Linked DNA regions of Mus musculus: all the other regions are linked to region 7. The links are chromatin contacts, called in public HiCAR-type and promoter capture Hi-C maps. All regions are on one chromosome and are shown on one strand. Each heading gives the region's core, a stretch centred on a gene start, on an enhancer-like site or on the middle of the called end of the contact. The rest is flanking DNA. Distances are from core to core; before and after follow the strand shown.

Region 1 (3,392 bases), core at 882-3,381, 1.7 Mb after region 7:
AAATCTAGCTGCAGTGGTTATCTTGAAAACAAGCATTATCTTTTATCAGGTAATCTCCTCTCTTATTTTCTTTCCTGGGAAAATCAAGACAGCTATGGACCAAATGGAATAAAATGCCAGCATCCCTCCAAATGCCGGACAAGGTTGTCAGGTTTAGAAATAATTGCTCCAGTAAAGTATTATTACTCATTTCAGTTTTGTGTGCTTATGATATCTCACAGGAACCAAATGATACCAAATGACAAGGAGAGCCAAATAAGAATTCACATATTATCAGACTGGCACCTGTCACTTCTTCCCACATAATACTAAAATGCCACCAACCAAAACCATGGGTCTTCTTTCTCAGAGCACCATCCTTAGGAGCCCTATGCATCTCTCAGGCCCCTGGCACCCTCCTCAAGATTCAGAACCCCACATTCCACAGAAGACCTCCCTAACACAGAACCCAAGAACCAAGACCTATACTGCCTCCTCATACCCAACACACACACACTGGAACCTGAACACAGTCCTCAAAGGGCAATGCCTGTCAGGATATCCTTGAGACCCTTTTGGCCCCATGCTTCGCTCATGTCCTTTAGAGCCTCTAGTGTCTGTCCCACAGAACCCTGAACACCACCCCTCCTCAGAATTCCATCTTAGTCAAGCCTGGTGCCCCCACTGTTGTTGCTTGAATGAGAATGCCCCCACAGGTTCATATATTTGCATTTTTTCATCATCAGATAGTAGCACAATTTGAGAAGGAATAGGACATGTGGCCTTGTTGGAGGAACTGTGTCACTAGGGATGGGCTTTGAGGTTTCAAAAGCCCGCACCAGGCCTAGTGGACGTCTCTCTGCCAGTGGATCAGGATGTAGCTCTCAGCTACTTCTCCAGCACCAAGCTTGCCTGCAAGCTACCATACTCCCCACCATGATGATAATGGACTGACCCTCTGAAACTGTAAGCCAGCCCTCAATTAAATACTTTCTTTTATAAGAGTTGCCTTAGTCATGGTATCTCTTTAACGCAAATAAGGCAGTGATTAAAACAGCTACACACCCCTTTGGGACTAATATAATAATATTACTAATAATATGAGTACATATTGGAGAAGCTTACTACCAACAGAACCACGTGTTCGAGGCTACCTCAGAACATTATGCCCCACAAGATCCCTGCACTCCAGGATCCCTCACATTCCGCAGAACCCTGTCCCCCACAAAACTTCATGAGTAAGTTTCCCACAGCAGTACCCCTCAAAGTCGAGAGACCCAGGGGGTCTGTCCCAAATTAACCTCTATTACAAGTCCCTCAGAAGTGCTCATAACCTCAGCAGGACGTCAGGACTTGGTACTCCTCAAACAGTCACACCCCTACCACCCTGTTGCTCACCAGAACCCCGAGCCCCAGAGACTCCTGCTCACCTCTGGCATATCCCCTGAGCCTACGAATGAATCCCGAACTGCTCAATACCCTGAACTACCCAGACTCTTACCTTCAGACCCTAATCCAACAGGATTACCTGCGCCTCTGATCCCCACGCCCTTCAGACCCTGAAACCTCAGGACCCACTAGTCTCAGGATCTCGTATCCCTCATAACCCAGCTCCTTTCAAACCCCAGCGCACCCCTAAACCACTATGCTCAGACCTCGAGCTCTTCAGACCCGCACCTCGAGCTTCATATCCTCGCGACCCTCAAGACCTCGCGCATCTCTGGACTCCACGTCACTCGCTCCAACAAGTTCCCCAGGCCGCCTTGCGCAGCAGCTCCCGCCCGCCCCGCACCTGCCGCAGCTGGGTCTCCGAAGCGCCTTCCTCCTGTCGTCGCAGCTGCTCACGGAAGCGCTCCACCTGATCCAGAAGTGCGTCCACGAGTGACGGCGCCGTGTGCCCTTCCAGAGCCGCGAGGCGGGTGCGGAGGCTCGCGATGAGGGCGTCACGCGCGGCCAGCTGATCCTTCAGGCGCTGTAGTTGCTGGCCGGCCTCGTGGTACAGGCCACAGAGCGCTGCGGCCGCACGCGGGGCCCCGTCCTGTCTACCAGACCTTGGGTCCCCAGACGACATGGCTGTAGGCCTTCCGTGGGGACTTGGGCGTCTCCAACTTCTCCACACAGGGGGAGCGAAAACCAGCCTTCCCGGAACGTTTCCCGCCCCGCCCACTCCCAGAGCCTAATCCGCCCCCGCCCACAGCTGGCTCCGCCTCGTCCATGGCCCGGAGTCTGACTCCGCCCCGCCTACAGCTGGCTCCGCCTCTCCCACTGCCGGGAGTCTGACTCCGTCCCCTCCCACAGCTGGTCCCTCCTACTCTATGATCTCACTTTCTCTTGACACACCAGCTCCATTCTAGGTGCTGTCTGCTCTATTCCCTGCGTCTGAGGAATTTTCCTGGAGTCAGACCCCATCTGCGACCAGGGTTTGGGGTTAGGTATCCTCTGGTACAGCAGCTGAAGAAAAGCAAATAAATCAAAGGACTTCAAACATGGGACGTAGAGTGTGGTCAGGTTTCATTGGCTGGGCTCCTTCCTCTTCCGGGACTTGACATGCGTTTCTTCATAGAGGGACACTGACCCAGAAAGGTGTTCCCATCCAGAGTACATGATGGAGCCCAGAGCCAGCCACCAAACCCCAGCATGCCCCTAAATTCGCGTTAGGATGGCCTTAGCGCTAGAAGCTGTTCTAGCAGAAGACAAGAGGGTGCCCACCCTTTCCTTCCCACAGTTTCCATATGAACACTGTTTTTCCACTGGGAAGTCTCTCCTCCGTGAGAATCTTTCAATGGCTCATTGCTAAGATCTCATGGAGGTCCCCTCCCTATGTGAGGATGTGTGTCTCCTTTTCTGCTCAGTCTTCTACTCTCAATACCCTGTCTGCTCACAGGCAAGCTCTGGTTGAGCCTGCAGGAACACACTCACTTGCAAGTATAAAACTATAAGCAAAGCCAGACCTCGCCAAGAATGTATGGGATGGATACTGGGAGTCACAGACCTGGCTCACTTATGTTCAGTTCCTTCTTAGCCCTTCCAGCCCAAAACTTCTGCTCAGAAAAGATGGGTCACAGTTGCTTCCTTCCCTACCTGGTAGGGGTGTTGTGGAACTAGAGAATGAGTGCGTATTTCTTTTCTATTAGTGTGACAAAATGCCAGGACCAAGGCAGCGTATAGAAGAAGCATTACTTGGGATAAAGGGTCAGATGTTTAAAGCTGATAGCTCACATCTTGATTACAAATCAGGAAGCAGAGGGCAAGCTGAAACCTCAGAATCTCTCTGCCCATAATGGCACAGCTCTTCCAACAGGCCATACTTTGAAATCCTTTCTAACCTTACATGAGTCACCAACTGGGGACCAAGTATCCAAACATGAGTCTATGGGAGCTGTTCTCATCCAAACTTCCATGATTAAATGATT
Region 2 (3,323 bases), core at 92-2,591, 1.9 Mb before region 7:
GTAACTAAAAGGCCGACGGGTGGCCTAGTGAGGTAACGGGTGAAGCTGAGCAGTACTAATGCCTCCTTCACACCTCTGCAGACAAGTACAGCTTTTCACTTGTAATTACAAAGACCTCTATTCTTTCCATGCACTCACACCACAGTTAGGCAAAGAGAGAGTGGGGGAGGGGAGGAGACATCCACACCACACGGATCTTTACTGGGACAGACTCCAGCACACACTCTGCAGCAACTGCTGGAGATGCAGCAGGGGATTCCTACAGTGTACAGTTAGTGGAATAGCAGGGAAAGGACGGGTGGGCCACTCCACAGCCAGGAGTGCTGTACCCACTCTCCGAGAGACCTTCCTTGTCCCAGCCAGCGTCTCCCCTCCTGACTGTCATCCTTGTCTCCAGGTGTATTCACTGCACCACTGGCTGGACGCTATTTGCTGAGCGCTGTACTTACTGGGCACCGGCATGAGAAAGTGGAAGCAGTATTGTCACGCTCCAACCTGGGCGTGGCCCGCATAGACTCGGGAGGCTATGAACCCGAGGGACTGGAGAATAAGCCTGTGGCCGAAAGTCAGCCCAGCCCAGGCGCTCTGGGCGTCTTCAGCCTCATTCTGCCACTGCAGGTCGGAGACACTGTCTGCATCGACCTGGTCATGGGGCAGCTGGCACACTCCGAGGAGCCGCTCACCATCTTCAGCGGAGCCCTGCTCTACGAGGACACAGAGCTTGAACAGGTGTAGACAGGGTGGACCCGACCACCAAACTTATCTACAGGGGCCGCAGAGCCACCTGGATGGTGGCTACCCACCAAGGCAAGGGCAAGTCTGGCGACCACGTCCCGCTGCGGTTCAGGCATCCAAATCGGTCACTCCGTACGTTGTGACTGCGTGGTCTATGGGACCGAGGCATCTCCTCTTGACCTTTGGCCTCATTGCCGTCCCCACCAGAGCCCTCTCCGGGACCCAAGCTGCGGAAGAGGAACCTACCCTCCAGGGCTCTCCCCAGTCCACACCACCGTACTAAACTATTCAGGAATAAAGACACTTTTTTTTTTTCTACAAAACATAGCTATTCTGCTCTAGTACATGTTTGGGGGTAGTTAAGGGACAGGACAGGAGGAAACAGAGTTCTACGGAGGGAACCTAGGCTGGTGATCTTTGGGTGTGCTCCCTACTAAGGGCACCTGCGGACTCAGGGTCACGGCCACCGGTCCCCACAGCGGCCGCTAGGGGGCGCTAGGCCAGAACCACTGCGAAGGCTGGCAGCGTTCCCCGTCACGTGACACCGTTAATCTGGCGCGGGGGGGGGGGGCGGGGCCTCGGCCGGGTGGGCCACCTTGGCGGGGCGAGGGAGAGAACGCTTGCTTCTGTGCTCCGCCTGCGAAGGCGAAGTTTCTGTTGCCAGACTGTGCTAGTCCGGGTGGTCCAGGGTCTGCAGCAGGCGCAGAGGGATCGGAAAGGCGATGCATTACTAGTGCGCTTTCGCTTTGACAGCTGAGGCGGAAAAGTGAGAGGGCCTGCCATTGGCCGGGCTAGGTAACCCACCCTTGCAAAGCAGAAAGCTCCCTGCGGGAGGAGTTCTGCACGCAGAGGAGGAGCCAAGGTAGCCAGTGAGAAGTTGGGACACGGTCCTCCAGTAGATAAGAGGCAGAGCCCAGCAGGAACCCCCTCTGCTTGCGGGTAGGAAGCTTGGGGAGCAGCCTCATGGAAGAGAAGCAGATCCTGTGCGTGGGGCTGGTGGTGCTGGACATCATCAATGTGGTGGACAAATACCCAGAGGAAGACACGGATCGCAGGTAGGGGCGCCCAAGCCCCTCGGAGATCCCAGGGCCGCTGTGGTCCTGTCTTTTTGCGTGTCACTGCTAATCGGCTGCTAAACCAGGGATAGCCCTCTGTCTCCATGTGGTGAGGCCTGAGTTCAGCTTGGCGTTCTCTGTCCCGGGTCCCTAAGGGGTACTCTGTGAGAATGAAGACATGAGACTGGAGACCTTTAAAACCAAGACCCAGGGGGTGTGTTGTTTTGTTTTCGGAGTCTTGCTTTGTAGCCCAAGCTGGCCTAAACTCCTTTAGCCTCCAGAATTAACAAGAGTGCAAACGTATGCCTGAATCAAAACCCAGGCTTTCACTAGTGTGTTGTTGGCTGTTTACCATTTCAATCTGCCGATCATCAAAATCCTCAGTTTACAGAGAGGGCTGTAATGATTTTTTTCCCTCCTGAGCCCTCACACACCTGATAAGGTGCCAGACAAATTTTCCTCACCCCAAACCCCCAGGTCTCCCAACTCCTAGCCTATGCACTTCTAATTTACCGCTTACAGCTAAAATAAAACACCAGGTCGCTAGCAGTGAGTGGTATGTGATGTTAAACTACTCACATTTAAAAGCCTGGCCCTGGCGTTTGAGCCTTGCCTAGCTCAAGGACTGGCCGGCAGTGTAAGCAAAGCTGGAGGCTCTCTGGGTCAGACAGGGAGAAACTTGGCTCCTGAGCCACAGCAGGCTTTCTCCTGGAGCTAAGTGCCAAGAGGGGTCTTTACAAAGGTGGGTAAACATCTTAGTGGATGTTCTCAGAACATTCTCAATTGTCTGGTAGAAGTTAAAGTGTCCTTTGATGGCTCTTATCTTTGCTCTTGATAAAGGCCACTCCAATGTGCTGCTGTGCCGTGAAGGCATTCTGTGGGGTGGCGCACCGGCTTTCTCTTGGCGTGGTCTAGCACCCTGAACAATGAATGTTGTATCTTGGATATTAGTTAAAAGGAAGTTCAAGGTTGACCCCTGGCAAGACACTAGCACGCTGACAGCATTGAACTCACAGGGTCGGGGTCGGGGTCGCGGTTGGGGTGGGGGACTGGGTGCTCTTTGGGCTTTGGGTCCACAGAGTACTGTTGCAGGCTCCCTGGGAACTGTGAAAGACCCTTTCCTTAGCTGAGGAAGCAGGAGATTTGGAGGAGTGGAGTAGCACTTATCAAGCCACATTCGTAGCAAGCATCAGAGCATGATCATAGCTCATGTATGTCCCCACGTTTAGTGGGTGGCTCTACCTCCCGCCCTGATGTATTCCGTGTCGGTTGCTGCCCATCTTGGGGGGTTTACCCTTTGCTTTCAGTTACTCTTTTTGAGGTTAGAGCCCTTGCCAGGAGCACAGAGACAGTGGTACAGGAGCACAGGGTATGTCTGTGTGTGTGTGTGTGTGTCTGTCTCTCTCTCTCTTAAAAGATTCATTTATTTTATTATTTTTATGTGTATGAGTGTGTGTGTGTACCACATGCAGCCCTGATGCTTGAAGACGTCAGAAGAGGGCATGGGATCCCCTGGAACTAGAGTTACAGATG
Region 3 (3,549 bases), core at 783-3,282, 1.8 Mb before region 7:
CTGTGTCACCAGTTGATCCTTCTGCCACACAGAGGCCTTAAAGTCCCAGCCCACTGTAACCAGCTGGGGAGGAGTAAAGATCCCAAAGATGGACAGTTAGGACATCTATGTACTGTGCAAGGCACACAATAGGCTCTGCCTTTCTGCACCAGCATCCCACATCTCCACCTCCTTACCTTGCCATCAGGACCCAAAGTCAAATCTCCAATCTCCCCTTCATGGGCTTTGAACTCCAGAACTTTCTCCAGGCTAGGTACCTACAGCCAAGACAGTTACAGACCAGACAGCGAGAACGCTGAAATCCCCATCCCTCTTACCCCAATGGCCACTCAAGTTTCACAGAATGCATATTCAGATTCTCACAATTTTGGTGTTATTGCAACTAACACTCACCCACCCCCCCAAGCCCCTAAAACCACACCTTCCAGACACGAACATGACCATCAGTTCCTCCAGTGGCAAGCAGGGTGTTATCATGGTTGAAGCACACAACTTTCTGCAGCGGTTCATTGCTGAAGTCTGTCTGTACTGCCTCCAAATTCTTTACTTTGAGTTCAACCCCTTCGGGGTGAACTTGTGCTCCCGATTTCTTCTCTGCTGGAGGAGCCCCCTTTCTCTGTCGAGGTCCCTGCTCCTTGGAACCTGCAACACAAACAATTTGCCAGGAACCAGATTCCTTTGTTGTTGTTTTTTAAGACAGGGATTTGCTAGGCACCCCAGGCTAGCCTTAAATATCCTCTTGCCTCCACTCCTAAGCTCTGAGACTACAGCTGTGCACCACCTCCCTCAGATGGACCTGAGCATCTGTATTAACTAACACCAGTCCTCTAGTGACCCAAGTACAGACTTCAATGTGACCACTGCCCCACACCTAATCTCTCGTTTTTGGAGACCAAGAATTAGAGCGACTTTTTCCAAAGCTCTTCACCTGACTTCTCCGCTTTACTGCCCTTCTGTTGATGGACCTGGAAACGAAGAAGCTGACACTGGGCATCCTGTCCGGCAGCAAGAATGTCACCAGCAAGCGCCAAATTCATGGTGGCCCGTGTCTCCGTGTCATGAGAGTGCAGCAAGGAAGCGCTCAGGCACCCGTTGATCAGCTCTAGCTGCAGAAAATGCTGTGAGGGAACCAAAGTGGGCAAAGGTCAGGCCAGCCCGGAAGTCACATTAAATCCTAGTCTCTCTCAGTTGTACTTTTGCTTCCCGCACCTCCAGCTCTTATTTTTTGTTTTTTTTTGTTTTTTTGTTTCTTTGGTTGTTGTTGCTGTTGCTTAGAGCTGTATTCTCTTACTGGAGCTTCTTAATTCATACAGCAAGCAGGGTTTAGATTACTAGGTCCAGTTTACAGAAAGAAAAGAATTCCGTCTCCAGCTGCTTGAAGATGGACAAGACAATGTGCCTTCCTGGAAAAGGCCAGCGTATGAGCCCTGGACCAGCTCTCGTAATCCGGCGTGGACAGTCCTGGATTCGCAGACCTGCACAGCTTTCAGTCTAATTTTGGCTGTCTCAACCACTCTGCTCAGGTGAAACCAGCACCCGAACGGCAATCCTGGGTGCTCCCGCTAGAAATGGGTAGGGACTAAATCAGGGGTACTGCTCACCTCTGCATCCCCCGGCCACCCTGGAATCTCCCTGGGCCACGGTATAACCTGTTCTCAGTGGCCCTGCGTTCTCACCACGCCATTCTTTATGCCGGTCTTGGCAGCTCCTCCTCCGCCCGCAGCGATGAGCAGCCCAGTCTTGGGGTCTATCCGAAGCGCGTACAACGGGAACGGGGCCCGGTACAGCTCCACACCCCGGCGCCGACCCATCCCGCCCGCACGTTCACCGCCAACCCCGCGGAACCCACGACATGCCGCGCCTCGCCTCCGAAAGCTCAGGAACTTGGCGCTAGAGTTTTCCGGAAGACTGCCGACCCCTCTCAGCACTGGACTTGCCACCACTCAAACCACCGCAAGCAGCCGATCTGCGCCCGCGCGGCCGACTGGGTCTTGCAGGCGTTCAGTGCGCACGCGCCGAGCTCCTGGGCTCTCTCTGCGCAAGCGCAAGACGCCAATCCGCGTCAGCACTAGCGGGACGCGCTGTCACGGAACCCTGGCGTCGGATCCGGGTCCTAGCCCCGAATGACGATGAAGCTGCCATCTTTGTGTGGGGCGTGGGAGGTGGGGCTAGAAGAGATTACTGAAGATCAGTAAATCGAATTAAAAAGTTCTCGGACTGGGACAGTCCCCACTTCAGGAGAGATACACAGCAGACTCGTACAAGCCGGGCCTTTGTGTGTTACTCCAGGGAGGAAATGGGTTCTCCCGGGTTGTGTGGAGGACAGACACTCCAAAACAGATTCACTGCTTCCTAATATCCTAATATGAAGAAATCAGTCCCCACTTTGAGAGCATCCTCCGCGGTTGATTGGACTCTTTCTTATGGCTTGACATCCACTTCTGGAACATCGAACTCATGGGACTGGCAAGACTTGAGACTAGGCACAAAAACCCACAAAATCCCAGATAAACCGGGCTATTTGGTTACCCTACTATTTAAGTGTTTTTGGAACATGTTCACATTATAGAGATGTAAGGACCATTATTTGAATATGGTTTATATTTTAGTATTTGATGTCTTTTGCGATTCATAATGAGCCCCAGTCAACCATACATGAATTTATACTACCATGGTGTCTTTTGGACCCATATGCAGCTGAACAAACCACGTGATTAGAAGAAGCCAATTTTAGGCCCATTTACTAGCCTTCAGGGAGGAGAGAGGAACTTGACACTGAATTCAGTCACCAGTGGCCAGTATGTGCCCATATGATGAAATATTTGTTTTTAAAACAACCCTAGACAATAGGGATCAATGAGCTCCTGGGTTGGTGGTCTCATGTAGGTGCTGGATGGATGGATGGTGTGCCCAGAGAGGGCAAGGAAGTACTGCATTCTTCACCCTTTATCCTCCATGTACCTTGCCCTACACATCTCTTCCCTTCTGCTAATTCTGAGTTCTATTCTTTATGCTAGAAGAGAAATCCTAAGGAAGATGGAAGTGAGCTCTGTGTGCTGTTCTGACAACTTACCAGACTGACAGAGGAAGTCACAGGGACTTCTGCTTCCCAGCCTGTTATTTAGAAGTACAGATAGATGGTCAGGACTCAAAGCTGGAGACACTGGAAACGATCCTTTAGGATCAGTCCCTTTGATTTATGGGATCTATCCAGTGTGAACACCTGTGGGTGGGTGGTGTTAGAAATTTCGTTCCATTGTTGGACAGATACCTAGTTGGTGTCTTAGAATTGGAGATGTGTCTGAAAACACTCCATATTTGGTTTCAGAGATGTCCTAAGAAGCAGAACTTCTCACTGTGTGAATGAAAAATGACTAGGCAAACTCCAGTTCACACTGGCCGCTTCTCTTATTTTATGTCAGTTCCTGTTTGTAAAACACTGTTGAGCAAGTGAAAGGAAGGTCGCTAAGCACCTGGCAGCCAGGCTCTAATGCAGTTGTTTTGGTTTGATGGTCATTTCCTGTTGTAGATATTATCTACCACATACTC
Region 4 (3,363 bases), core at 835-3,334, 1.9 Mb before region 7:
CTCTTCGAGTTGGAGAAAAAATTGGTCCCGGGCTCCAGCCTGAACATTAAAAACAAACAAGCCCTCTAATAGAGAGGTGACATTTGTACAACATTGTGATTGTACTACAGGTCACTAAAACGCTCACTTGGACTTTCCCTGATCAGTGTAGGTGGAAGACCCCTTTGGGAATACTTGGTGCTGTAGACTTGAGAAACAAAGGGATAAGTATGTTATATGAACCTCAAATTTTAAAGGCTTCACAAAAATAAAACAAGGGAGAGACAGATAGTGGGGTAGGGGGTTGTAATGAGGAAAAGAAGGAGAGGAGGAGAAAGAGAGAAATATGAACTGCTTCAAATGCTAAGGGCATGCCTTGAGAACTATAGGCAGATGAGTTTTGGTCACGGTAGCAACACGCTCCCCCCCGCCCCCCCCATCAGAATGAAATCTAAGTAAGATTTCAAACCACCTCTCTACCTAGCTGGGTGTTTCAGAACTGCGACTGGGGGAGGGTTCCTGGACCCAACCACTCCGCCAGTCAGAGCAGACTGCACAGAGGACCTGGGCGTTGAGTTTGTTCCTTTGTTTAAAAAAATGGGTGAGCTTTCTGTGAGCCAATAGAGGGCTGGCCCTGTGAGGAAGAGCAACAAATACGTGAGCCAGATAAGGGGTCAACCCATCACGGCAGAGAAGACACTTGGTTGGCAGTGAAGCCCAGGTGGGGCGGAAACCTTTCCCAGACCTCGACCATAAAAGCGAGGTTATAAGCGACTAGGGCAGGACCTGGGACTGCACCCAGCCAGTGGGCTCGGAGAGTAGGAGTCCGGGCCGCCGCTGCATCCCAGCGTCCAGGGCATAGGGGTCCCTCGCTCCCGTGGCTCGGTCTTCCCTTCTGGCCTGGGTCTCGGTGAATGGACCCCGACACTTCAGCTGACGGAGCGAATGTCTTTCGCATCATCAGAACAACATGCTTTATATACTTTCATCACGCCGAAAACCAAAGGAAACCTGGAGCAGAAGCAGCATTCGTAGTCCCAAACACCGAAACTAATGTCTGCTTAGCGAGAGGAAGGCCGCCCCAGCTTTAGCCTCAATCCGGCTCACGGCGAGCTCCTGCCGCAGGGTGCGAGCCTGCAAGCCCGCCTTTCTTCTGGCCCGGGATCCTTTAGTTTACGCAGAAACACATTAGGGAAAAAAAAAAAATCTTGGTAAGCATTAGAGGGAAAACTGCAGCAGCCCGACGCAGCGGGGCCTTCGATAGCTCAGTTGGTAGAGCGGAGGACTGTAGTCAGTACAATATGGTAATCCTTAGGTCGCTGGTTCGATTCCGGCTCGAAGGACTTCGTGCACTACTTTTAGTTTACCTACACCCTAGGTCAATTGCTCCGTGGGGGAAACGCTTACTTGAGGATAGGCAGTGTATTTTCCTGGCTACGTTGAAAACCCCTTGAGTACATATAGCAGTTAAGTAGTCGAAGTACAACGTACCTTGTTCGCATATTAGGTGTTAAAGCTATAGTGACATGTACTTCAAGAAAAGTCCTTATTGCTTATGTATGTATTACATGGCTCTGTTTCAAAATCTTGCTGAGGGCTCCATCCTACTTTATATTGTGAACTACATTAGAAAACTGAGTCTCAGGAAACCTTGTAAAGGTTACAGGAAGGTACAGCACTACAGCTGGGGGATTAGCTCAAATGGTAGAGCGCTCGCTTAGCATGCGAGAGGTAGCGGGATCGATGCCCGCATCCTCCACTTCCTTTTACACACCATCAGGCTCATGATCTGTTGTGTCCACGTTTCGTTACACAGTAGAGCTAGGAGCACGGTAAACAAAGATCGGCTTCACATGCTATTTTCTTATTCACAGGTAAGTCTTTTCCTGTTTCCTGCTCACTGCTCTGTCTTTCCCGCCTCGGGGAGGCGGGCCGTTAACCGCCTACAGAGAAGACGCCTAGTGAGCCGCACACGGCGGTGGCCCGCGGAAGCCCCCAAACGGCCCCCTCACAGGTACCTGCCAACGTGCACGGAACCCTGCGTGGCGACCAATGGCAGTGCGCTTTACTGGGCGGGTAGCCAGCTGCAGCTGCGGCCAATAGGCAAGAGACTTCTTGTTTCCTGGCAGAGTGGGGTCCCGGCACCGCGGCTCTCTGGTTTTGTGTGGGTCCCGGGTGGAGGGCCCGGGTGCCGGGGCCCGAGGTGCCGCCTCGCTAGCGGGAGAGGGAGCGGGAGCAGCGGCCCGGAGAGAGGTGAGGGGCTTCGCGTGGACTGCGGCCCCGCCGGCAGGCCCCGCCCCCTTCTCAGCCCGCTCTGCCGGAGCCCCCGTCGAATGCCACCCCGCCCCCCGGCCTGCCGCGGCCGGCCCGCCGACCCCGCCTTTGGTTGACTCCCTCTGCTCCTGTGGCCTCACCTCTGACCCCTAGGACCCGCCTTCCTGTCCGCCAGTGTACCTGTCTCGACCCCTCCCACGCTTCCAAACCCCACCCTGCCCTGGACAAGCCAGGCAGCGCGAGGGTCCTCGCGAATCGAGGAGCTGCCTGCTGCTTCCAAGCGGGACTCTACTGGCCCAGCCTTCCTAGGGGTGCTTAGGACGCCCGTTACCCACACCTTCGAGGGTAGCTTTTGCACGGGCTCGTGTCTACAGGGCGGGAGGATGGAAACAGACCCTAATTGGAACTGAGGTTCAGGGCAGGTGAGCAAGTGGCTTTGGCCGGGCATAGGCTACGTTTTCATAATAGGCGTAGTAGAGGAAGGGGGTGGTAGCAACGCTCTTCAAGGTCTCCGAGAAACGAGTATAATTACAGTCGGTGCTTGTGAAGACAAAAGAGGTAAAGAAAGGAAGCTACCATTTACACTTAGAAACTTGGTTCTTCTTGCTCCGGGCTGTCCAGTACAAAGCCAATATAGGAAATTTTAATATGGCCTCTCCCTCATAGAGTCAGTGGCAACCACCCGACCTCGAGTCTCTGCCTCTTAGGTTGTTAAAAAGCTTGAGAATCTAGCGTTTTCCAACTCAACTAAGGAAGCTAGTGAGCATTCGATTGGGGAACGGTGGTGATGTAGTAAAATAGGGTGTTTTTAGGTCGCTCATACTCCTTGGGTGTCCAGGGACAGAGTTGTGCTTTCTCTTGATCTTACTGAAAGGCTACTTCCAGGTTTTCTATGAATAAGAGCGTTTTGCTTCATAGAGTAGAAAAGACATTTCTCATTTATCCAGACATACCAAACACATTGTTTCATTTTCTGCCCTTCCTCCCTATCCCAACTTTGATTTTTTTTCCCCCCAGCTCTCAGGGCCTGTGTGGGGCAAGAGGATGCTTTCCCAGCCCCACCATGGAGCTGCGCTGTGGGGGATTGCTGTTCAGTTCTCGCTTTGATTC
Region 5 (3,619 bases), core at 125-2,624, 1.6 Mb before region 7:
TAAACATTATGTATAAAAATGGAGTAAGTTACTTCAGCACTTGTTAGGTGTGTCATTTAATGTGGACTCATTCCTGCTAACAGACCTTTGGAGGCGCCTATGCATGGAGACAATGTGCTCAGCACACTATAAAGTATAAGAGGAAAGCATTTAATTTCCCAAGGTGGGGTCTCTTGGGGGCAATGCTTTTTAAGAATGGACTACTTAGGCTAGGCAGTGGTGGCACATCCCTTTAATCCCAGCACTTAGGAAGGAGAGACAGGTGGATCTCTAAGTTGAAGGCCACCCTGGCACACAGATTTTCATGACAGCCAGGACCATACAGAGAAGTCCTGCCTTGAAAAACAAAAACAGAAACTATCACCTAATTTCTTGAGGACTTTAAGTCTTGCTCGACAGACTGTGCATCTCTCTCTTTTAGATTTATTGTTATCATTTTAAACTGTGTGTGTTTGTGCAAGTGAGTGCAGATGCCCCAAGTGGTTGGAGGTGACAGAGCTCTCTGGAGCTGGTGCTACAGGTGGCTCTGAGCTACATGACATAGTGTAGAATCCTCTACAGAGCAGTATGCGCTGTTAACCTCTGAGCCACGTCTCTATTTCGTCTCCCCTCCAGCATGGGTCTCAGAAACAGCTCACCCTCCAAAACAGACATAATAGTTCAGGAGAAGGGAAACACTTCCGGGGGGGGGGGGCTAAACTGGAGGAGGTAGGTGGTGTCGTGATATGGGCCTCCTCCTCCACCTCAAATCAGCTGCTCTAATTATACTCTGGTCCCAGAGTGACACTCACCAGCTGTCAGAACCTGGACTTTCCACGGATGTGCTGCCAGGGCTCTCTGGTATGCTCGCCAGAGTGCCATGCTCCCTGTCAAACCAAGAGGATAAGTCACTCCCATTGCCCCTCACAGTAAAGAACATGCCTGCCATTTCCTTATGCTCACTCTCCTTACTTCCAAACTCTGCAAGTGACAGAGGCCTCAGAAAGCTTGCTTACTGGGCCGTGCCCCTGCCTTGTGGTCACTATTCATCTGGAAAGGAAGCAGTTTTGAGTAACCTGGTCCTGGTCCTGAAGCAAGGCATCCAGTCCTGATTAAGACACTCATGAAATTAGACTTACTCTGGCTTCCATCCAGAGTCTGGGTTCCATCCCCCAAGTAAACACGATAGGTCCCCAGATTCAGTTGGAATCTCCTTTATAAGAGTAACTACACACCAGAAATAAACCAAGACCTGGATCTGTAAGGTCACATGACCTGCAAGAACTCTCAACCCACAGTGCTTCAAGTCTCTGAATGCCAAGAACCTCCGCTCACCTGAGTGCCAGCTCTGCGCAGAACCTTCTCTCACGTGACCGAAGCTGGTCCAGGGACTTCCGTATCGAGCACCGCCTCTTCCGTCTGCCTGCGGGCCGGGCTGTTGTTTGGACACAAGCAGTCCAGGAGGAATGCAGGTGGGTGGGGCCTTTGATACCCCTTGCGAGGCGGCTCAGCCGACCACTTAAGGGGAGTGGGCAGCCCCCTTCTCGTGGACTGCACCAAACATCGGTGTAGGACAGTCTGTGCTTCCCTGTAACTCGGCTGCCCCCACCCCCCACCCTCGTTCTCCCCAGACTATCAGGCCAGACTGTCAGTCTCCCGGAGGTAGTCAGGTCTAGACGCCCTTCTCAGTTTGGAAACTTGAATGCTGAAGTAGTGCAGGTATACCCAAGCTCCCAAGTGAGCAGAACTCAGACTTGTTCTATTTTTTTTCCTTGTTCTTTATACCAAATTTTTAAGTTTTGTCTGAAAAATCTTTCTGGACAAGCAGTCAACTTTCAGAACCACTGGCTTAGCAGAACCTGAGAACGCCCGTGCTAGCTGTCTTAAGTTTGGTCATGAATTTTGTAAAATGACCCTGTCTTGCAATCAGGGCTCCTTGAATTCTAGGGCTGTACAAGAGGCAACTCAATGGAGGGTTTGTTTTGCTTTATGGGTTTCTAGAGTCATGCTTTGTTTGTTGTTTTTCCAAGACAAGGTTTCTCTGTGTAGCCCTGGCTGTCTTGGAACACACTCTGTAGACCAGGCTGGCCTCCAACTCAGAAATCCACCTGCCTTAGCCTCCCAAGTGCTGGGATTAAAGGAGTGCGCCACCACACCCGGCTTCTAGTCATGTTAAGCAAAGAGGCATAAAACTATATTTAAAAAAAAAAAAACATTTTAGGAATCTTAATCTCCCTCTAGTTTTAACACCCAACTCCCTGCAAATCCCTTCCTGAGGTAGGTAAAGATGTATACGTCTCCAAGCCTTGAAAAAGGTCAACTTATTTGATGTCTGTCCACCCCCAGCTCAGTTAGTCAGTTCCTGTATGATTAATGAAGGATGGATTCTATTAGAGAGAGTAAGAATTCAGGGGAATTAGATTCTTGTGTACAGAACATGCTAAAAGAATTTCACTAGTAGACATAATAAGGGAGTCCAAATGTGCAAGATTGGAAGGTGTTTTTAAGCGATATGGATTCAAGCCTTATTCAGATTGCTTAACCTCTCAGAACCTAATTGTCATTACATAAAATAGTACCTACCCCATGGAGCTCAGGGGTATATGAAAAGCACCCCAAACCGAGAAAATGCTTAATATCATTTATCTATCCTCCCTTCTCTCCCACTAGAGAAATATAAAAGTCCCTTAGTGAGGTTTGACCTGGGAGTTTCTGGAGGGGAGAAGATACCAGGAGGGAAGTGAGCCCAGGATCTTGCACACACACTAAGTCCATGCTCTTCCATTGAGCTACATCCCAGCCGAGATGAGATCTTGAAGGACACATAGGTTTAGGTGTTGGTGTCAAAGGCAACAGAATAAGCTAAGGCACACAGGAAGAAGAGCAAGAACCAAGAACAGCTACACTGGGAAGGAAGATAGGGAAGAAAGGACTGAGGAGAAAAGGCTTGTGGGAGAGGAGAAAGAACAGAACAGAAAATATTGCCCCCACAGTTACTTCTCAGCTCAAGCGTGAATCAACACCAGGAGCAGGGTCGCTGGCACAGCCTTTAGTCCCCCCCCCAGGTTCCACCTTCTCTAACGCTGGAAGTAGGGAAATACAGATGTGCTGTATGGATGGGTTGCTCTGCAGGACAAGCCAAGCTCCTCTGCAATGGAAGGCACTTCTTTATTAGTTCAAAAAGCAAGCCCGACACCGCCTGAGCTGGATCACAACAGAGTGCTATAACACTTGGCTCCTAACACTAATGCAGTTATGGGCCCTTCTGCTGTGTAAGGACCTTACTGTCCTAGAGGTCTGCTTCCTCTTCTGTATAGGAAGGGGACTCACTACTTGGCTCTCTTCTTAAAGACTTCTGGCGTTTGACAAATCTTCTACACTACTCAGGTAGAAAACTGTTTCCAGATATAACAGACCAATCTTGAGTGCTCTAAAGTCTAGGTTTTGTTTCAGGCAATACTAATGTAAACTGCATCCCATCCAAGAGGAAACAGGCTACCTGTTTCCTATTTCCTAAGATGGTCTAACTACTTCCTTCCACACTTCAGCCTGTATACTCCAATGTGTCCCCTGCCTGTGTTTTCAAGACAGTATCAGTCATGTGAGGTGCTGCTATCCACAGAGGACTTGATTGAGCGAA
Region 6 (3,218 bases), core at 401-2,900, 1.6 Mb before region 7:
GCCTTCCTGGTTTACTACACTATTCGAACTCGATGCATGAATCAGTATATAACTTTTTTCAGTGAGTGACTCAACATACAAAAAAAAAATCCTTTTAAAAATTCACTTCTGAGGGAGGGTGTGGGGGACTTTTGGGATAGCATTGGAAATGTAATTGAGGAAAATACGTAATAAAAAAAATACAAAAAAAAAAAAGAAAAAATTCACTTCTAGTAAAAGGCAGTGGCAGTGAATGGTAGAATTCCTATTTAGGATCTGACAATACAAATTTTAAACAGTAAAGGAAGAAATGTTCAGTAAATTCTAACTAGGATTTTTATATCCCATACTGTCTGATTTCCTTGCTGCTTCAGGTTGCTAACCTGACTACTTTGGCAAAAGAAAAACAATTAGATAATACTTCATCTTAAACACGGACTCACTTCACATACACTGTTTAATACACTGGTTCCCAAAGTATTCCTATCATGCAACTGGTGATTTATCAGATAATTTTACTGGTCCAAAAACAAACATATTATTTGTACAAAAACCTGCAACTCACGTTTTCAGTTGATACTGCTAGAAACTAAAGAGTGTAAATCTGAATAGAACAACTTAAAACTATTAGGAAAAATGGCACTGCAGTTGATAGCGGTAAGCGGTAAAAGGTAACGTAAGCAAAGGTTAATTTGAATTTATGTAACAATCAATGTACCTCCAAGGGCAAAAAGACCTGGTTATGTCCTAAACCTGCCCAGAAAAGTGAATTACCTCCTGTGGGGGTGAAGTCGCCATCTCTGTCTTGTCCAAAAGACGGCAAACTTGCCGCGGGATAAAAGGACCAGTATAAGGAAACATAACTGGCCCTTGGCTGCGCCAATGGGGTTGCAGCGCGCGGGGCACAACCCCCGGGGTTAGAGCCACTTGGAGGAAAAGGCTGAGACACAGTAAGAGGGAATGAGCACAAGAGGACTGACTGCAATCAGACAGAGACACCACCACCTGCCATTCCCCAATCCTGGCCGTGGGGGCAGCTTTCGAGCCCCAGGCGAGCCCTGATTTCCCTAAGCCTTAAGATAACTGCAGGTTCACCCAAGTCCGAAGGCCCAACGTAACGAGTTCAACGTAAGCAGTGCAGAAACCTGAGTCCAGTTTACCGCGCTACATACACCGAATTGGGGAAGAAGGTAAGACCGGCTGGCAGAGATGGGGGATGCTCAGTGGCCCCAGTGGGGACGGAGGAGAGAGCTCGACGGTTCTCGGGAGAAGCGCAAAGGCTAGGAGGCGCGCTGTCTTGCGCGGGAGTAAGACGGGAATCGGGAATCGGTTCCCATTGCCTTAGCGCTACGGCAAAAGAATGGGAGGAGTAATTTTGGGTCCCCCGCACACCCCGTTGCGGTACACTCACCCGCGCCAAAGTCCTTCCGGAAGTCCAAGTTCGAAGATGGCGCCGCCTGTCGGGTCGCGGTTTTATGACGAAATCTTGATCGGCTCTTCCTTGCCCCGCCCCCGAGACAAGGTAAACGCAAGCTTGGTCTGGAACGCGTTTCCTGCCGAGCTTTCTTTTAAACTCTGTGTTCCATAATGCAGCGCGGCGCGGCACTGAGCCCTCCGACGCCCGCGAGCTGGAGCGTGGCTTCCGCGGCCCTAGGACACTGCAGGGCCTTCTGGGAATTTCAGCGACCGGAAGGGGAGGTCGGCGCCTGCGCGGCACCGCAGCTCCACCAGCAGCCTTGTGGAAAAGCATTGAAGAGGAAAGTGTCGCGCTTCTGCTGTCGCCGAGCGTTCCGACCTGCCTTTCCACCCAGGTTGCTGGCTTTGTGGAGAAAAGAGCCTGACCACACCTGATTCTTAACTACAGTCCCGAGCTTCGACGGACTAGGAGACAATCCCTCGCCCCCAGAGATCTCCTGATTTTCTGCTGCCAGTGAATGAGCCAAGACAGGAAGAAAATAAAGAGGAGGGCTTGGAAAGAGGCCAAGGGAAGAAAAGAGCGGGGGGAGCCTAGCCTGGGTGGGTAGGCTGCGCTTTTAAAGAGAGCATCAACCCAGGCCTCACGCCACTCCCTCACTGGGAAGTGGCCTCCGAGCAACAAGGTTTTCAGCCTTTTAAAACCATGTAGCTTTCACAGATCTGCCTTTACCCAGGAGGAGGGCGAATTAAAATGAACCGGAAGAGGTGAAATATGGCAGCTTTCCCCTTTCTAAATAGTCTTGTTCAATTATTCCCTTGGTTAAATCTTTACAAAGAGTAATGGTGCACGCTTATAATCCCAGCACTCCGGAGATGGAGTCAGGAGGATTAGCAGTTCAACGTGATCCATGACTACTTGGAAATTGGAAATCAGCCTGTACTATATTAGACCATGTCTCAGAAAAATGAGAAAGGGAGAAAACAATGGGGCACGTCAACTCCCAGACTAGGTACTCAAGGCTGAAGCAGGAAGATCTCTTGAGCTCAGGAATTCAGGTTCTACCAGGGTAATCCTGTATCCTACCAATTAAAAAAGGAAAAAGGGATTTAGCCAAAATCTGAAAGGAAAGAAAGAGAACACCCAGTTCTCCGACATCCTCTTATGCTCAAATGACAGCATTTTGAATGGCTGTCTTCCTCTTTTAGATAATAGCTCCTAAACATTTTATAGGGAGTAACAGATTTAGTGCTTTGATGAACAACATCTCTTAAAATCCTGCCTCTGGTTAAGTTCTCTTTGGTTTTATCACACAAAAAAATTTTTTTAAAATAACTTTGATTTTGGAAAAAGATTCTCAAAGTTTAAGATACAACAAGTGAAAGCTCTTTTCTTTCTTTTTTAAGATTTATTATTATATCTAAGTACACTGTAGCTGACTTCAGACTCACCAGAATCATTACGGATGGTTGTGAGCCACCACGTGGTTGCTGGGAATTGATCTCAGGACCTTCAGAAGAGCAGTCAGTGCTCTTAAATGCTGAGCCATCTCTCCAGCCTGAAGGCTCTTTTTTAAGCTTAACTAACCCTGCACGCAGTTGATCTGTTTCTCATTGTTGGTCCAGCGTATGTATTTATACTGAAATTCCCTTTTATGGAATACCATAGTTGGTCTGGAGCGCATCACGGCTCCGCATCAGCCTAAGTGCTCTCATTACAAGCACAAACCTCCATGTCTATCAATTCTTGTGTGCGTGTGAGAGAGAAACTATGCTCACATTCATGTGGGTGCTTTTCGAGGCCAGAAGAGGATGTTAGGTCACTT
Region 7 (3,437 bases), core at 931-3,430:
TCTTCAGTCCCACATAAAAATCTTTTTTTCCTTCTTCTTCTTAGTTTTATTTCCACAAAAGGTCACAAACAGCCAAGGAGGGCAATACATTTTGCCCAGAAACAAGTATTTGTACATCTTTAATTTTTACAGAAAATTGCCAGGATCAAGAGTGTGTGTGTGTGTGTTGTGTGTGTGTGTATCTGTACAGCAAGTGTCTGCAGTGCCTATGGAGGTCAGAAGGTTTCAGATTTCCTGGAGATGGAGTTACAGATGGTTGTGAGCTGCCATGAAGGCTATGACTGTACCTCCAATTCCCCTGAAGAGCAGCAAATGCTCTTAACCACTGAGCAACCTCGCTAGCCCTGTAACACATTTTTAATATCACCATGGGTCCTAACATTTTACCTATAGTCCTTACTTCTCTCTCCTTCTTTCAAAAGCTAGGAGAGTTCTAAAGCTGAACTGGTAGGTCTCTTGAAAAGCTTTATCCAACACTGTACTTGATATTAAAATATTACCCTTGTCTATTAAACTGTAAGTTCCTTAAGTATAAGGCTAATTGCAAATTAATTAATCAGTAAATTAAATAATGAATGTGGGTAGTGTTTATGCATGTGAATGGGGAGGTCAGAGGACAACTTTGGGGGCCATTCCCCATGAACCATACAAAAACTTGTTAGGTTTGTTATGTTTTATGGTTTTTTCTTTATTGTTGTTTTGCTTTGATATGGGGTCTGAGTATATATTTCTGGCTGGCTGGCAGTCACTATGTAGACCAGGCTGGTCTTGAATCCAGAGAGATTCACCTGCTTCTGCCTCCTGAGTGCTGAGATTAAAGGCGTGCATCTTGTTCTTTGATACAGGGTCCATCACTAGCCTAAAGGTCACCAATTAAGCTAGAATGTTTTCTTCTGGCCTCCATGGGTACCAGGGCACACACAGACATACATGCTGGCAAAATATTTACACACACACACACATTTTAAAAATTGAGCAATGTTGGTGGTGTAGAGATGGTTCAGCAGTTAAGAGAACCAGAGTTGAGCCAGGTGTGGTAAAGCCTTCAATCCCAGCACTTGGGAGGCAGAGGCAGGCAGATTTCTGAGTTCGAGGCCAGCCTGGTCTACAGAATGAGTTCCAGGACAGCCAGGGGTACACAGAGAAACTCTGTCTCAAAAAACCAAAAAAAAAAAAAAAAAAAAAAAAAAAGTACCAGAGTTTGGTTCCCAGCATACATGTCAGATGGCTCTCAACCACCTGTAATTCCTCCAATTCCAGGAGACTCTTGATGGTCCTATGGACACCTGCAACCACCCATATGCATACACACACACGGTGTAAAAAGGTAGAAGTAGTCTTTGCCAAAAAGAAATAAGTATGTAGGCTATTAAGTAACTCAGCCAAGTTGAGAACTGTTTCTTCTCTCTCATTTGGGTTAAGAACTCTCTCCTCTTCTCCCCTCCTACCCTTCAAAAAAGAATAAACAGCTGAAACATGCCAGTAATCTCGGCTTTTTGGAAGCACTTGGGAGGCTGAGGCAGGGGGATAGCTGTGATTTCGAGGCCAGCCTGGGTTACCTAATGAAACTGTCTGGAGCAGACAAAAAGCCAAATGAACAGTCACAATAGATGCCTCATGTCGCTCTCCCACTTCTAGCTGCCTAGGAACTTAAGTAACCCAGACGTTTGGGGTCAGCAGGATAAGGACCACAATTCCACCACAGACTTTTCAGATAAAGAAACCTAATTCTTTCGCCTCAAAGCTTTAGAACCCCAAGTGAAGGTCGCTTTGCCGTGCCGTGCTCTTCCAGGTTACACCAGCCTGGTAGGAAGGCAAACACCCGTGAAAAGGAGATCGACTCTGCTTCCACTCTAGAGACCAGCGGGCAGCAGAATATGGTGGGTTTGGTTGTCCCTGTGCACTTTCACCCAGCCTTTAGGCCACACCCATTTCACGGTCCACGCGGTGGCTTGTAGCACCTGTTCTGAAGCCGAAAGGTGGCTCCGTGTCCTTCCTGTCAGACCTACTCGCGGCGAGCCGGCGACGAGAACTGGCTTCGCTCTCAGAGCCTGGCTTGGTCTGTGCTGATCCCTACCCCAGCAGCCTCCCGCCCGGCCATACCTGCTCCGCCACAGCACACCTCCACGAAGCGAGCGCACACACGCGCGGCCCCCAGACGCCGCCATCTCGCCTCCTCCTGAGCGGACACGCCCCCTTCCGCCTTCGGACGCACGCCCTTGTCGTCACCGGGCCAATCAGGAACGTGAAAGGCTGGGCCCGGAAGCTTCTGCGTACGGCTCCGCCTCTGCCGGGCCCACCCCCGCGGAGTGTGTGGGCAGGCGCGCCGGGGCGATGGGACAGCCGCTCCTGTGCCCGAAAAATCTGAGCCACCTTGTGCTCAGTCACGATGTGTGCATGGCACAAGGATGCTGGCGCCCTCGGCGGCCAGAAGAAGGCGTTGGATCCCTTGGAACGGGGTGTCTATTCTTATCTCATTGATGGGGCTCCAGAGGCGAGGGGTTTATGTAAGAAATATGGAAAGCTGTTAAACTAGGCTCCCGGTGATGGTGCTTTCTCCTGTACTTTCCAGTTATGAGGGGAAAACGAATTTTTCAGTGGTACATAACAGTTTTGTTTTTGTTTTTGTTTTTTTTCCTAAGCGCTGGAGACCCGCAGCCAGCCCTTGGATATTATTACCATTTTAAAGGTCTGCGAGGATAAGCAACTTTCTCAAGGGCACATTAACCCCACAAAGGGCTCGCAAATTGTATAATAATAGAAAATCCAGTATTTCTACATCATTGGTGTCAAAACCCATGATCTGAACACCCCGCCCCCCTTTTAAGGCCCTAGAAAAATGGTTGAACCTGAATGCAAAAACTGAAGGAAGGCAGCCCTGATTTTTCTTCTAGTAAACACCAAACGGATAAGCTAATTAGTGCTTTAGATTAATTCTGGATAGTTACTTAAATTCACTTACAGCAAAACCAGCCACTAAAGAGAACCTAAACCGGGCTTGGTGGCACACCCCTCTAATCCCAGCACTCAGGAGGCAGAGGCAGGAGGATTTCTGAGTTCCAGGCCACCCTGGTCTACAAAGTGAGTTCCAGGACAGCCAGGGCTACACAGAGAAACCATGTCTCGAAAAACCAAAAAAAAAAAAAAAAAAAAAAAAAAAAAAAAAAAAGAGAGAGAGAGAGAGAACCTAAGAAGTCACAAGTTTGGTAATTCAAGGCAAACACCTCCCTTTGTCATACTTTTCCAGAGCCTGGAAAAGAAACACACACAACATAATTTTGGTATGGAATTGAGTGTTGTAATTCAAATGATTGAGGTGAGTTATTTCAAAATAACACTGGAATCCCAGTATTTTGGAGTGTCCTGAATTCCAGGCCAGCCTGGGCTACCTAGACCCTGTTTTAACAAAACAAAACAAAACAAAACAAAAACCCTAG

What was found. Promoter capture Hi-C pulls out the DNA fragments that hold promoters and counts their contacts. HiCAR-type assays count read pairs that join an accessible place to other places.
Region 1: a contact with region 7 is called in a promoter capture Hi-C map of liver, with 3 times the contacts expected there. The contact joins the promoter of Tnip2 here to the promoter of Pisd in region 7. A contact is called at or near these places in 2 of 39 promoter capture datasets (both in liver).
Region 2: a contact with region 7 is called in a promoter capture Hi-C map of pre-B cells, with 2.6 times the contacts expected there. The contact joins the promoter of Khk here to the promoter of Pisd in region 7. A contact is called at or near these places in 2 of 39 promoter capture datasets (hippocampal neurons and pre-B cells).
Region 3: a contact with region 7 is called in a promoter capture Hi-C map of liver, with 2.7 times the contacts expected there. The contact joins the promoter of Preb here to the promoter of Pisd in region 7.
Region 4: a contact with region 7 is called in a promoter capture Hi-C map of liver, with 2.7 times the contacts expected there. The contact joins the promoter of Agbl5 here to the promoter of Pisd in region 7. A contact is called at or near these places in 1 of 39 promoter capture datasets (liver) and 1 of 115 datasets of contacts at active chromatin or transcription factors (large pre-B cells).
Region 5: a HiCAR-type map of astrocytes shows a contact between it and region 7, with 7 times the contacts expected there. The contact joins the promoter of Mpv17 here to the promoter of Pisd in region 7. A contact is called at or near these places in 3 of 39 promoter capture datasets (cranial neural crest, liver and pre-B cells) and 1 of 115 datasets of contacts at active chromatin or transcription factors (astrocytes).
Region 6: a contact with region 7 is called in a HiCAR-type map of astrocytes, with 6 times the contacts expected there. The contact joins the promoter of Gtf3c2 here to the promoter of Pisd in region 7. A contact is called at or near these places in 7 of 39 promoter capture datasets (the C10 cell line, cranial neural crest, hippocampal neurons and 3 more), 1 of 484 Hi-C or Micro-C datasets (B cells), 2 of 115 datasets of contacts at active chromatin or transcription factors (astrocytes and large pre-B cells) and 2 of 9 other capture datasets (adipose tissue and liver).

What each region holds. Positions count from the first base shown.
Region 1 is chr5:34,511,848-34,515,239 of GRCm38.p6, forward strand. Tnip2 (TNFAIP3 interacting protein 2) reads right to left here and starts at 2,132. Exons shown (of 6, transcript NM_139064.2): 1 at 1,772-2,132. The coding sequence starts at 2,050.
Region 2 is chr5:30,920,218-30,923,540 of GRCm38.p6, forward strand. It overlaps Khk (ketohexokinase), which reads left to right and starts at 1,342. Exons shown (of 9, transcript NM_001310524.1): 1 at 1,342-1,790. The coding sequence starts at 1,699. It overlaps Emilin1 (elastin microfibril interfacer 1), which reads left to right. Exons shown (of 8, transcript NM_133918.2): 8 at 398-1,058. The coding sequence ends at 735.
Region 3 is chr5:30,958,295-30,961,843 of GRCm38.p6, forward strand. Preb (prolactin regulatory element binding) reads right to left here and starts at 2,033. Exons shown (of 9, transcript NM_016703.3): 1 at 1,677-2,033; 2 at 929-1,118; 3 at 422-642; 4 at 177-257; 5 at 1-63. The coding sequence starts at 1,811.
Region 4 is chr5:30,886,850-30,890,212 of GRCm38.p6, forward strand. It overlaps Agbl5 (ATP/GTP binding protein-like 5), which reads left to right and starts at 2,085. Exons shown (of 16, transcript NM_001374737.1): 1 at 2,085-2,675; 2 at 3,271-3,363. The coding sequence starts at 3,317. Gm35795 (a long non-coding RNA gene) reads right to left here and starts at 2,106. Exons shown (of 2, transcript XR_376844.2): 1 at 1,998-2,106; 2 at 1-1,145. n-TYgta9 (a tRNA gene) reads left to right here and starts at 1,234; the gene lies at 1,234-1,322. It overlaps n-TAagc15 (a tRNA gene), which reads left to right and starts at 1,666; the gene lies at 1,666-1,738.
Region 5 is chr5:31,152,877-31,156,495 of GRCm38.p6, forward strand. Mpv17 (MpV17 mitochondrial inner membrane protein) reads right to left here and starts at 1,375. Exons shown (of 8, transcript NM_008622.6): 1 at 1,315-1,375; 2 at 792-866. The coding sequence starts at 861. Gtf3c2 (general transcription factor IIIC, polypeptide 2, beta) reads right to left here. Exons shown (of 19, transcript NM_027901.2): 19 at 3,130-3,619.
Region 6 is chr5:31,178,494-31,181,711 of GRCm38.p6, forward strand. It overlaps Gtf3c2 (general transcription factor IIIC, polypeptide 2, beta), which reads right to left and starts at 1,651. Exons shown (of 19, transcript NM_027901.2): 1 at 1,391-1,651.
Region 7 is chr5:32,783,446-32,786,882 of GRCm38.p6, forward strand. It overlaps Pisd (phosphatidylserine decarboxylase), which reads right to left and starts at 2,181. Exons shown (of 8, transcript NM_177298.3): 1 at 2,104-2,181. The coding sequence starts at 2,168.